Linked DNA regions of Mus musculus: all the other regions are linked to region 3. Evidence: chromatin contacts called from public Hi-C data. All regions are on one chromosome and are shown on one strand. Each heading gives the region's core, a stretch centred on a gene start, on an enhancer-like site or on the middle of the called end of the contact. The rest is flanking DNA. Distances are from core to core; before and after follow the strand shown.

Region 1 (3,841 bases), core at 915-3,414, 1.0 Mb before region 3:
AAAATAAACACCTCTTCTTGTGGCTTCTGGAGGGCTCGTTGTTCTGTTTCTAAGAATCATTGCTTTAACCAGAGAACTAAGAGTAGGGACTTGGGCAACACAGGAAATAAAGCCTAGAGCCTTACAGGCTCTCAGAGAAGTCATTCTAAACAAGCCAGGTCGTTCAGAAGTCCTTCTGAAGGACTCAGAAAAAAACCAGAAATGGAGAGATATGTGCTGAAATGATAAGAAAGGGGCACAGAGAACAGGAAGGCTAGGCAGTAACAGCAGTAACTGTCTTCTGCAGGGCTAACTCTACTGTGCAGGAAGCAGCTTGGATAAAACAGATAACAGCTTAACTTGGCAAAGGTGTCTCTAATGTTCATTTAAAAACGTAGGGAACAGCTCAGCTAAGAAACACATAATTGCATGCAGGATGCTATTCTTGCACATATGAACTTCTGGGCCATTTTCAGCTAGCAAATTTGCACGCTATCATTTGCATGGTTCCAAAGCATCGTGTTTGTTGTTTTTTAACGTCTGGTGACTAACTAGAGAAGAGAACATTTGTTTGCAAATATCAAACCTGATCTTGAAGAAAACACCCATTTTTCATCCCCATGCAAACAGGGAAGGTGGCGTTCGGAGGACCACGCACTCTTGTCTTTAACAATGACAACTGCAGGTGGATTGGCTGGTGTTGACTATAATTTTAAAAATAGTTTTGTATTTTCGATTATATGGCATTTATTGTTATAGTAACAGAGCTTCAACTGCACATAGCCTGGCTGCCTTTGGTGGTGCGTTTTTGACATTAATTTTAAAATATTGGTGGTTTTAAAGACAATTCCAACTGAAAACTGCATCCCAATGAAAATTAAATCCTTTGGCCTCCCCTTCTTACTTCTCCTGTATTGGTTTGGAATCATGTAGCCCTAGTAGCTCCCTGTGTTAGGCTAACACTGTTGGTTGAATGCTTCTCAGCAATTAGAGTGAAGTTTATTGGAACTGGAAGATGGTAGCTGAGAGCTCACAAAATGGAGTGTATAATGGAACATTATAAAACAGGTTCTGTTTTCCTGGACTTCCTTCCTTTCCTCTTCTTTCTCCAGCCTTTCCTTCTCTCATCATTCTCACATAGGAAGCTCTGTGTACATCAAGACTACTCTCTATCAGGGTTTGGACCACAGCGAACTGTTCTTCCTGTTGCTTAGCAGTGTTCTTTCTCTGGGTCTGTTTGCCTTCATTTCTCAGTCAATCTCCCAGACTATCCATTAGTAGTAGAAGACATCATTGGTTTCCAGGAAACCAAGCCAACAAAGCATTATCAATGTTCTATGCTAACCATGCTTCTGACCTGATCTGAAGCAACCCTTGGAATGGACAGGGATGGCTGGATCCCCTGACTAGGACTCCAGGAAAGAGTTTGGGCAGCTCCCGTAAGCTCGGTTGTGTTAAAGCATTAGGTATTTCTGTGAATGATGGTTTGAAATCCACACATATATTCATAAATATCTTCCTACACTTCTTACACAGAATCTTTATGACTCAGGAAAGTCAATACAAATGATCTCCTTTTAAATATATTATCTTTCTGTATGGAGGCGTTGTGAGTGTTCCTAGGAAACTCTACCTAGGATTCAGATAAGAGAGGAAAACAGGTAGTTAATGATACAAAGATGCGTGTGAGACATTTTGTTATAACACTATAAAAACTTGTGACCAGTGTTCAAAATAAAGAATTCCAGCTTCCGGTACACTTACCTCATCGAATCAATGCTGTGGCTTTTTTCCCCCCCGCTGTCAGAACTAAGCACAGAATATTCAAGTGTTAACTAAGGAGAACAGAATGTAATGCTAGAGAAAAAAAAACCCTATGATCCCCATCTTATCTCAGTCTTCCTCCAGTTAATGATGTGAAATCACTCAAACACAGAATCTCACTGGGGCTCCCACTCAAAAGCTAAAGGTGTGTGCTGGCAAATAAAACATCATTGCCATAAAGACGACTGCTCTACATTTCAGCAGGGCTGGGTTGCACCTGAGTAGTTCTGTTATGTTGGGCTGTTTCTGCAATTTATGCATTTGCCAAAGTGTGCCCATTGACTTTTTTCCCCCAACACCGTATTGTTTTCATAGAACTTTCATCATTGTTGAAAACACCAGTCATTCCACTAAGCCTAAACCACAGGGCATGTTGTTTCAAAGGCTATGCATTATTGGTACGCTAGTTATATACTCTACTGTCTACTCGCTCAGTCATTTTCACGAGTGCTTGGCTGATGTTAATAAATGGGTAAGAAAGGCAAAACACAAATTCTTTTCCAATCATCAGCCTCTGTTTTGTATCAAATGGACCTTGCTCATCCTGTTCAGGATAATTAGCTACCTCCTATACCACTGAGGCCACTTCTTCATGGCCTCTACAACATCGCTCTGAGGTCATTTCAGCAAAGAAGATTCAGCTTGTGTGGAGAACAACTGTGTTTGCAGAGAGCAACTCAGTTTTACTCCTAAATTGAACTGAATACAAGATGAGACAAAGATGGGGCAAGAGAAACCCTGGGAATCAGGGTCTAGCTTTAACTACTCTATGCCTTTAGAAAAATTTTCAACAAAACTGATGAGATTTTCCCAAATACTGCAGGTAGCCCCAGTGGAGAGCCTTGTGGGAAGACATGCCTGGAGGAGAGGGATAACCAGTGGCTGGGGGTCACCCTTTCCAGACAGCCTGGAGAAAATGGCTCTATCGTGGTAGGTACTGAAGTGGGTCCACCAACTGAGACCAGTCCTGGAATCAGACTTTCGAGGTGTGACTTTCATATTTTTGTTTGACTTTTTGTTTTATCCAGACTTGTGGGCACAGGTGGAAAAATATTTTTTACATGAAGAGCGATAACAAACTCCCCACTGGCATTTGCTACGTCATGCCTTCTGATTTGCGGACAGAACTGAGTAAAAGGATGGCCCCGTGTTACAAAGGTAAGTGGGACTTGACCGAACTAGAGGAAGAGAAGCAAAGGAAGGAGTCCACTCGTTTGCATTTGCAGTTTTGCCTGCTCAAAGACGAAGAATATCCTTCATAAGGGCATTGTTAACTAACAGTATCCTTCCTTTGTTTACTTTGTGCAGTATCGATACTTTATACAAACATGCCATGGTTTTGAAAAGCAATTCTTCATTTTCATTTGAATAATTGTGGAAGCTAGTTGGCAACTATCCAACTTTGTACTAAATTTATATTTTCAAATCAGTCTAAGCATGTCTAATGTCAGGGAAACCATAGGATCCTCAAAGTCATGAAATTACATACAAAATTCTTATTAGAAAAAAAATGACCATAATTCTTGTTTTCCTAGAAACTTGTAGGGGTCTTCAAAAGGATTCAAGGCACTAGTCAGAGCAAAGCCTTCCCACTTCCTGTTCCCCAAGATATTCCTTGAAGATGTAAGGAATTACTGTTTATAGCAACACTTGGTTCTCAGCCTGTGTATCACATCTCCTTTGGGGCTCAGATAACAATTTGCCTGGGGTCACCTAAGACCATCAGAAAGCACAGATATTTACATTACAATGTATAACATTAGCAAAGTTTCACTTGTGAACCCTCAGCAAAACTAATTTTACAATGGGGGGGGGTCGTCACAACATGAGGACCTTTATGAAAAGGTTATAGCATTAGGAAGGTTGAAACCACTGGTCTAAATTTGGGTAACTCTGTCTCAATGGAAACCTGTATTTTATGTACAGAATTAAGATATATATTTAGATTTTGGGACAAATGTCAGTAGCTGTCAAGATAATATTTATAACAATCAGTAACTCTAAAACTGTCTTTAGAACACCAAAAATATGATGAACA
Region 2 (3,908 bases), core at 777-3,276, 1.4 Mb before region 3:
GGATAGTATATACAATTAAGCATTTCTACTTCATGAATGAAAAACACACGGAGGTCTTCCATGGCTCTCCTCTTGCCAGTGTCTTTAGTTCGCTGTGGCTATGGAAGCACACACAGGCCTTTAGAAGATCTGACCTAAAGTCCTTTGTGAAAGGCAAACCACACCCATGTTGATCGCATCCTTGAACCAACCGTTGAACACCTCCTTCTACAAATCTCTGCTGCTTCTGTCTCATAACCGATCCCACCCTTTCTGCTTATTATCATTATTATTTTGTATATATTTATTTTATGTGTCTGAGGTTAGTGTTTTGCCTGTATGTATGTGCACCACAAGAACCCTTTTTATGTTTGAGGTTAAAATAAATAGTGTTGAATCCCTTGTAACTTGCTTGATCCATGGTATTAGCTGCCATGTGGGTTCTAGGAACTGAAATCAGGTTCTGCAAAAGCAGCCAATGCTCTTAACACCTGGGCCATCTTTCTAGTCCCTTTTCACAGTATAGTTTGAGCATTTCCACCCCATGTCCTCCTTTAATCTTCCCCGTATCTTTCTACCCCCAAAAAGGTCTTCCTCCTCATGCCATGGTCTCTTTTTATTGTTTTTAATTCATGGAGCCCAATCCTACCTTTAGTCACTGGCTTGCTAGCTGTTGCTGTCCCAGTGCCCTCCCTTCCCGGTCCTAATCATTGTAGCCAGGAACTGAAGTCCTAACACCTTGAATCTCCTCACACAAATGTGCCTCGGCCAGGCTCTCCACATCAAGACTGGGGGTAACATAGTTTCAATTTTTCATCACCTGGTTCTATGGCATTTACAGATAACCTTGCTCCTTTGGATTACTGAATGTCTTCTTTTAAAAAGTTATTTGTTTTATTTTATGTGTATGAGAGTTTTGCCTACATGTGTGTCTGTGCACCACGTGCATGCCTGGTACCTGTAGAGGCCAGAGTTGGGTGTTAGATCTCCTGGAACTGTACTTACTCATGTCTGTGAGCTGCTTGCTATGTATGTGCTGGGAACTGAATCAGATCCTCTGCAAGAACAGCAAGTGCTCTTAACTGTTCAGCCATGTTTCCAGACCCCTGAATTTCTGTTTCTCTGGAAAAAGTGAAGCTTCAATCTTTGTCATTTTATAATAAATGTACACTTATATAAAAATATTCCATATGCTTCTTCCTATGGAAAACTGCCAGTGAGATTTTATTGTCTTAAAACTGCCACAGGTGGCGATTTCTTTTAATCATGCAGATATTCTAGATTTAAAATACATTTAGTCTTGAATACCTAATGCATTCATATAATTTAAGCTATAGTGTATCTCTTTTCATCTTTGCCTTCCAACTCATTTAGACCCCTGGGTCTTTCCTGTCATGGTACACATGTACATTATATATGATCTATAGAAGTGATAAACTGGAAAACACATCATTCCATGTAACTGCTTTTCCTCCAATAACTAACAGAGATGGTTCTGTATTAACCATAAAGGCCAGCTTGGTGCCTTACTCTATGAATATACCATGCTTTATGTAAAGAGCTCTACTTACCAACAATGACGGTATTCAAACAACCATATGATCTTGTGTTCATATCTGTAGACACACAGGCAAACATTCCTGCAGGTTCTAAGTTGTGAGATAAGTCCTTACAAATTCAGCTGTATTTTAAAATCCAGACATTTGTTATGTCGATTGTAAAATTATCATATCTATAGAAATACACCATGCAAATGATTCAAAATAACATCTTCATTTTAACTGGTATTAGCCATGGGTTTTCTGCATTTCCTTTTTTATGATCTGGAAATTATATGTATATGTAGTTTTGTTTTTTATATTCTTCTTTTCTCTCCCTGTTTTCTTTTTCATTTTTCTCCTGTTTTCTTTTTTCTATCCCTCTTTCTTCTTTCCTTTCCTCTTCTTCCAGATTACTTTCCTATTAATGATCAGGTTGAGAGCTATGTAACCACTAGATGGTGGTACAAGCACACAGGGAGAAATATTTTGTAAACAGACTAGGTATTAGTTTTGATTTCCTGCTTAGTTTTTAAATTGCTGTACACTTGGGCCCTCAAATGCCTCCTAAGGGACATCACTGTGGTCGCTGCTTAGTAGTTGAGCCAACATAACACTGATGTTGGGCTTTTATAGCAGCTGCCGTGGACCACTTTATGTTGATGGTGAGACTGTTTTTAGAATGCTCATTGCTTGCACGGATTAACTCTTCAGTAGGCATCTGTTAGGTTTCCTGAGTGATTTTAAGTGCTTGCTTATATTCTTGACTGATTTACAGAACCTACGATGTTGCAGTTGAGACCACTTAGAATTTATAATCTTGCTTTATTTAGTTGACTGAATTTTATGAAGAAATAGTAGTTCCCTAGCGATCTCCTACAATGACAAAAGGCAGCTACTTACTCTGGTTAGCCCGATCCACTGCAGTTCAGAGATTCATACAAACCTGTATCATCCATCATCATCTCAATGTATAAAATGTATTTTTAATATCTTGGAATTTGTGACAAAAGTACTTTTCTATGCGTGCACTGCATAATTTTTGATTTTGGGAAGTATATGTTTTCTCTGTGGGGAATGCATGGAAATCTGGGCTGTGAATGTTTGTATCAGTAAATTCTTCTTAAATCACAGAAGAAAAGAATCCTGTGACATTGAAGGGCATTTGCTTATAGAGCTACATGCTAAGCTTAGCATTTTAAACTCTTGAAAACCAGCTAAATGCAAGGCTGTGTGCTCAGCCCCTCTCCCCCACGCTCCACACCCCACTCTGCAAATGTTCTGTGCAGACAGGGTGTGGATTCCTTCTCCTGTTTGGCGGTGTCTCTATGTGGTTTGTGGGGATGGCTATATGATTCTTTCTTGCTCTGCGACAGCATGTTCCTGTCAATTGTCAAGTGCATGTGTTTTCCTGAGAGGCGCTCTTGCAAGCAAGTTCCCGCTTAAAAGCTTCTATGAGTCATTTCTTTGGGGACCAGTGTTGAGGCATATCACCCCATTTGCATCAGGGTTGCCTGACTTAGTAAAAAAGAAAAAAAGAAAGATTAACATTTTAGCTAAACTATCTGAAAGGTTTGGATAGTAATAAGGCTTTCTTACCACTTAATATGCCCTGGTGAAACTCTATGATCTGCTATGTAGTAACATTGTTAAACTGTTACACCTGGAAGGCTTCATTTAAGACATTTGCTGTCTAACTAAAAGGAGATGGTTTCTTGTTATTCATTCACACATAAGGGAAGGCAAAAATAATCACCGACTTGCATTCAACAAAACACGGAGTTAAGAGAAGCAGTCCCTAAGATGATGAGCCCATTGGCACCCTGCTCCATGAGGTAGAATCTACTGCAGCTGCGTCCTCAGTTTTATTAGGAAAGATAGCCCATTTTGTGATCTACGACGTTTAAATCAATTGAACTGTAGTGAAATCTCTCCCCTGAAATGGCTATTACACAGCTTGCAACCTTTTGTTCAAGAGATTAAGTTTGCATCTCCTCACATTATCTCCTTGTAATTGGAAAACTTTCATTTTGACGCAGAAAATGTGCCAGCGTCCCCGAGAGCCTTGCCACAAGCCAATGCAGAATGCCATCTGGAGGGTCCGTGCCCACATCAGGCGGCAGCCTCCTGTCGGGCAGGATCTGGAACTTTGCAACGAACAACTAATAACATCTTAAGCTCCATTTGTCTAGCTCATGAGTGCTCTTGGCAGAGGTCATAACCAGCAGTGGTTTTCTTGATTTGCTGCATCAAATGTAATTAGGTTAAAGCACTCACTGACAGAGCCTCTGATAATGGCATGAAAGCCTCAGGCTTGAATTTACCCATCCAGTCAAATTTAAGTTTAGAGCAGCAAAGATGTATTAATTTCATCACTGGGACAATGAATAT
Region 3 (4,198 bases), core at 205-2,704:
CATAAAACATTTCATCACTTAAAACTCTTCTTCAGCTTCCCATTGAAAAGGGGGAGGACTTTTAAGTTTATTTTTAAAGATTTGTTTATTTTTATGCACATTGGTGTTCTGCCTACATGTCTGTGCAAGAGTGCCAGAGCCTCTGGAACTGCTGTTACAGATAGTTGTGGGCTGCCATGTGGGTGTTGGGAATTGAACTCTGTCTTCTGGAAGAGCAGCCAGTAATCTTAACCACTGAGCCATAAAACCTCTTAAAATGAGCTGAAAGCTGTTGGATGGTCGTTTCTACCTTTTGGTCTTACTGTGATCTGTGTTTCATATTTTTTCCTTCCTAATTACAGATATATTTGAATAACTAACAGGCTAATGTGTCCCTCTATCATCCAATTTATTAGGAGCAGAAAGTCTTTGCTCTTGTTACCCACCAGTACATATCCCAGAGAAGAGAAAATGTTTTACACACTGCTTTAAATTACTTGTGGCATGCTGCCTGTGTGTCTGTGTTTTCTCTGCTTTTCCTTTCCTAAGCATCTCCTTTGAATCCTCCCTTCAGGAGTTGCAAACTATGTAAGATGCAACTCCAGTCCTTTACAATAAAGCTTTAAGAAGCTTCCTTACCATCTAAAAATATAAGTTGAAATGTATTCACTATGGTAACAAAAACCTATTAGTTTCCACTTGATTCTTCAGTTCTCTGTTTTGCTTTTAGATTTTTTTCTAAGGAGTTTTGGATCACCGTGGCATAATGAACTAGGTTGTTTAAGTGTTAATCTTATTTTCCTCAATTTTTAGTTACCCATTTATTTTCCATTTTGACATGTGTATGATAATCAGCTGTATCTCCCGAGAATATTTTAGGGCTGAGTTAACGCGTGTGTACTTCGGCCAGTTCCTGGTACAGGTTAACAGCTGCTACTTCAGGCTCTTTCTGATATTTCTGCCTTTGTTCGTTATACTTCCGCTTCTTTCCTACAATATGTTGGTTTAGCAACAGGTCCTACAGCCATAAAATTATTAACTGACATCTGGTTAACTACCCAAAGACTCACTATCAATTTCTACTTATTTCAAATCACTACCACCAGCTTCCATCACTTCCTCTTTCAGGGACTTTAATGTGTCTACTTCAACGGTCAAAGTGTCATGACTCAAACACTGCAGTTTCTGTAACAAATCCAGTAAAGGAGAGGATCAGAAGGCAGATTCACAAATCCAGAAATCCTGTAGAACGCTTCATATTTGTTGATACATAAAAGTTGTAAACAATTTTATTTCTAGAAAACTTTAATTATTCTGTCCGGTCCCTGGCAACGGGGTCAATTCAGACAAGTTCTCCACTTTCTGCCAAATCTGCCCTTTCAAGGATACCCACCCTTTAACCAAACCTCCAGAGAGCCGGATCTCTCCACCCGGGTTTTCCCGTCGCCCTGGCAACGGGACCGGAAAAGGCGGGCTTCACACCCTTCCTTCCGCCAGCGGTTGACTACGGCCGCAAGATGCCTGTGGGCCGCGCTGCGGGATGCTTCCCTATCTCTGGCTAGGAGCGGGACCCGCAGCCACCGCCGCAGCCACACAGAAGGCCACGTCAGCCTCGGCGGTCCCACCCGTCCCTCCCTGCTGGCCACCCGTCGGCCTTCGCCCACGCCTTTCCCACAATGCCCCGCGCCAGGCCCCGCCCCGCCGGCGCGACGGGAGCGGCAGAATTGCTGCTGCGCGCGTTCGCAGGCAGCGTCCGGTCCTGCCGGGTCCGGAGCTCGGCGACCTGAGGATGGGGCAGTAGCTGAGGACGCCGAGGTGGGCGCGGGCCGGGCTCCACGCACTGCGGGGGCATCAGGGAGGGAGGACGCCAGACCCATCCCACCGCCTCGGTGCCCCCATTGCGCCGGGTTTTCACGGCCCCCTCCACCCCACCTCTGCGAGCCCCCTTCTGCTCGCACTTTCTAACTCGGGGTCTCTCTCCCTGGTCCGACCTGGGACCTCAAGGCGCACCCTTGCCAGCCCCGTACCCTCTGTCTTTCGCCTCTCCCCGATCCCGCTCTGGAGCGGTGGCAGCATCCCTCATTAACACTGCGTTTACCTGCAGCCTCACTGGCCCCAGGCTGTTCAGTTATTCCCAGGCTTTGCCTGAACCCACCCTAAGCCGAGGGACACCTTATCCCAAAGTCGCCTTTGTTGAGATTTGTTCTTCATTTGTTTTCCTTCCTGATGGTTGTCAGTCTGGGTATTTCTGTTTTACTGTCAGTATATTTTACAAAGGGCTATTAGGGGAGGCGGGTGAAAAAAGGGAGTTAGACGTGAGGTGAGGCCTGTTCCCAGGTAAGGAGAAATACTTAGAAACATATCCGGACTTAAGGGAAGAGAGCTGAAACTGAGGAGGTTAGGGAAGTTAGATCTTTTTTTTTTCCCCCAAAGCATTTGAAGATATTAAAGAGGACTAGTTTAGCTGTAAGGTTAAATGTTAGGGTTTTACCCTCAAGCAATGCCTGGTGCTCTTTGTTTTCCTAGTTTTTACTCCAGACAGGAGCTTTACAGTGAAATTGCATTGATTTGCAATTATTATAAAATATCTTCTCTTGGTGCTAACACTTTAGAGAACTTGTGTGGCCTGCTTTTTTAAGTTATCTATTTTTATACTGATGTTCTTAAACGGTTATGTAAAAAAGTACAACCCTCTTGGAAAAGCTTCATGCTTCCTTGTTTTTCCCTCGAAGGCATTCTCTACAAATGAGATTAGATTTAAAAAAGGAACTTGATAAGCTTTCCAGGCGTGGAAGGAGCTGAAAGGGAGGAGGTATTAGAAAGGGCAGCGTGCTGGGAGAGAAAAGAAATACTGCTGAGTCTTATCCTGGTAGCATCATATTGACCAGAGCCTTTGTGTCTCTGTCCCTGTCTCTCTCAGTATCTCTGTCTCTGTCCCTCCCTCCCTCCCCCATCTCTCTCTCTCTCTCTCTCTCTCTCTCTCTCTCTCTCTTTCTCTCGCATATGTGTGCCTGTGTTTTTCTTGAAAGCTAGCTAGCTACTACTACTCATTACCTTTTTCCTGCTATCAGTGATTTTACAAACATGCCTACCTGAATACAGGGGCAAGGGAGGGTCCTGGAGAATAGGGGTTCAAAGCTATTCACAGGGATGTGACCTTCAGTGTGGAAACTGTATTACTGGCTGTGTCGCTTGACAAATCATGCTATAAATGTTAAGTCTGAAAAGTATTTTAACTGCCTGGTTTGCTCTCTTTAGGTTAACATTTCTGAGCTGTGTTCCCGAGATGCTTGATTGACCCTTGAAGTTATGTGGACAGAGATTCTCACGTGTGTCTATTTTAACCACCGGACCCAGCATTGTATCTTAATGTTCACATAAGTCAGAACTTTCATAAGAAAGAGAATGGGAGTCTGGTTAAACAAAGATGACTTTATCAGAGACTTGAAGAGGATCAGTCTCTGTCTTCTGATACTGTACGTGGTCGTTGTGGTGGGCACAGATCAGAATTTTTACAGTTTACTTGGAGTGTCGAAAACTGCAAGCAGTAGAGAAATAAGACAAGCCTTTAAGAAATTAGCACTGAAGTTACATCCTGATAAAAACCCGGTAGGCAAACTTTCTCTTTTAAATATCGGGATATTTATACTGATGTGCTTAAACGGTTATGTAAAAAAGTACAACCCTCTGGGAAAAGCGGGTTTTCACTCTTTTTAAATCAGTGAAATGCTTAAGCATACTGTCGGAAATTGTAATTTGGGAACTGTAGATGTAATTCAGAAGTAGCGCCCTTACACAGCAGGCACACGACTCAGGGGTTCGATCCCCACCACCTGAAACCCAGTTCATCTGTTAAAGTAAAACCAGGAGAAGCCAAGTACAATGATTTTGTTGGCATCAGATACATAGTTACCTCTTCTCTGTAAACTGATTTACAGCAGAAGTAGAGACACTAACCCCCAAGTCTTGTCTGTGAAGTGGTGTTCACACTCAAGTGGGTGATGAACCCATAGAGACAAATCTGCCCTCAGAATTCAAGTGTCCTGCAGATGTGACAGCAGTCACTAGTCACAGCGTGCTCTAACTTTCTCTCTTGTTCCATGCCCGGCTCCAGCTTCCGACTTAAAAACTTATAAATGAAACCTTGACAGCTCCAAAGGGATTTCCAGTTGTAACTATTTGATTGTCTACCCAAGAATCTTTAAAAACAGATTGATTT

The links. Hi-C and Micro-C count contacts between places; a contact is called where the count stands out from the background.
Region 1: a contact with region 3 is called in a Hi-C map of Th1 cells, with 3 times the contacts expected there. The contact joins the enhancer-like site here to the promoter of Dnajc10 in region 3. A contact is called at or near these places in 2 of 39 promoter capture datasets (the HPC-7 cell line and pre-B cells), 4 of 484 Hi-C or Micro-C datasets (LSK cells, Th1 cells, pre-megakaryocyte-erythroid progenitors and 1 more), 1 of 115 datasets of contacts at active chromatin or transcription factors (pro-B cells) and 1 of 9 other capture datasets (liver).
Region 2: a contact with region 3 is called in a Hi-C map of B cells, with 10 read pairs. The contact joins the enhancer-like site here to the promoter of Dnajc10 in region 3. A contact is called at or near these places in 5 of 39 promoter capture datasets (the 3T3-L1 cell line, 3T3-L1-derived adipocytes, the C10 cell line and 1 more), 1 of 484 Hi-C or Micro-C datasets (B cells) and 1 of 115 datasets of contacts at active chromatin or transcription factors (large pre-B cells).

Annotation. Positions count from the first base shown.
Region 1 is chr2:79,270,162-79,274,002 of GRCm38.p6, forward strand. It overlaps Itga4 (integrin alpha 4), which reads left to right. Exons shown (of 28, transcript NM_010576.4): 3 at 2,627-2,733; 4 at 2,832-2,961. Among named protein-coding and RNA genes, the nearest start is that of Itga4, 17 kb to the left of the region's middle. Within about 2 kb of position 2,165, at least 4 of the 459 cell types and tissues checked have an H3K27ac peak or open chromatin away from gene starts, as enhancers often do. A contact at or near this core is called in Th1 cells and regulatory T cells, where this site is marked.
Region 2 is chr2:78,957,590-78,961,497 of GRCm38.p6, forward strand. No RefSeq gene overlaps it. Among named protein-coding and RNA genes, the nearest start is that of Gm37004, 13 kb to the right of the region's middle. Within about 2 kb of position 2,027, at least 37 of the 459 cell types and tissues checked have an H3K27ac peak or open chromatin away from gene starts, as enhancers often do.
Region 3 is chr2:80,314,012-80,318,209 of GRCm38.p6, forward strand. Dnajc10 (DnaJ heat shock protein family (Hsp40) member C10) reads left to right here and starts at 1,455. Exons shown (of 23, transcript NM_024181.2): 1 at 1,455-1,794; 2 at 3,238-3,588. The coding sequence starts at 3,385.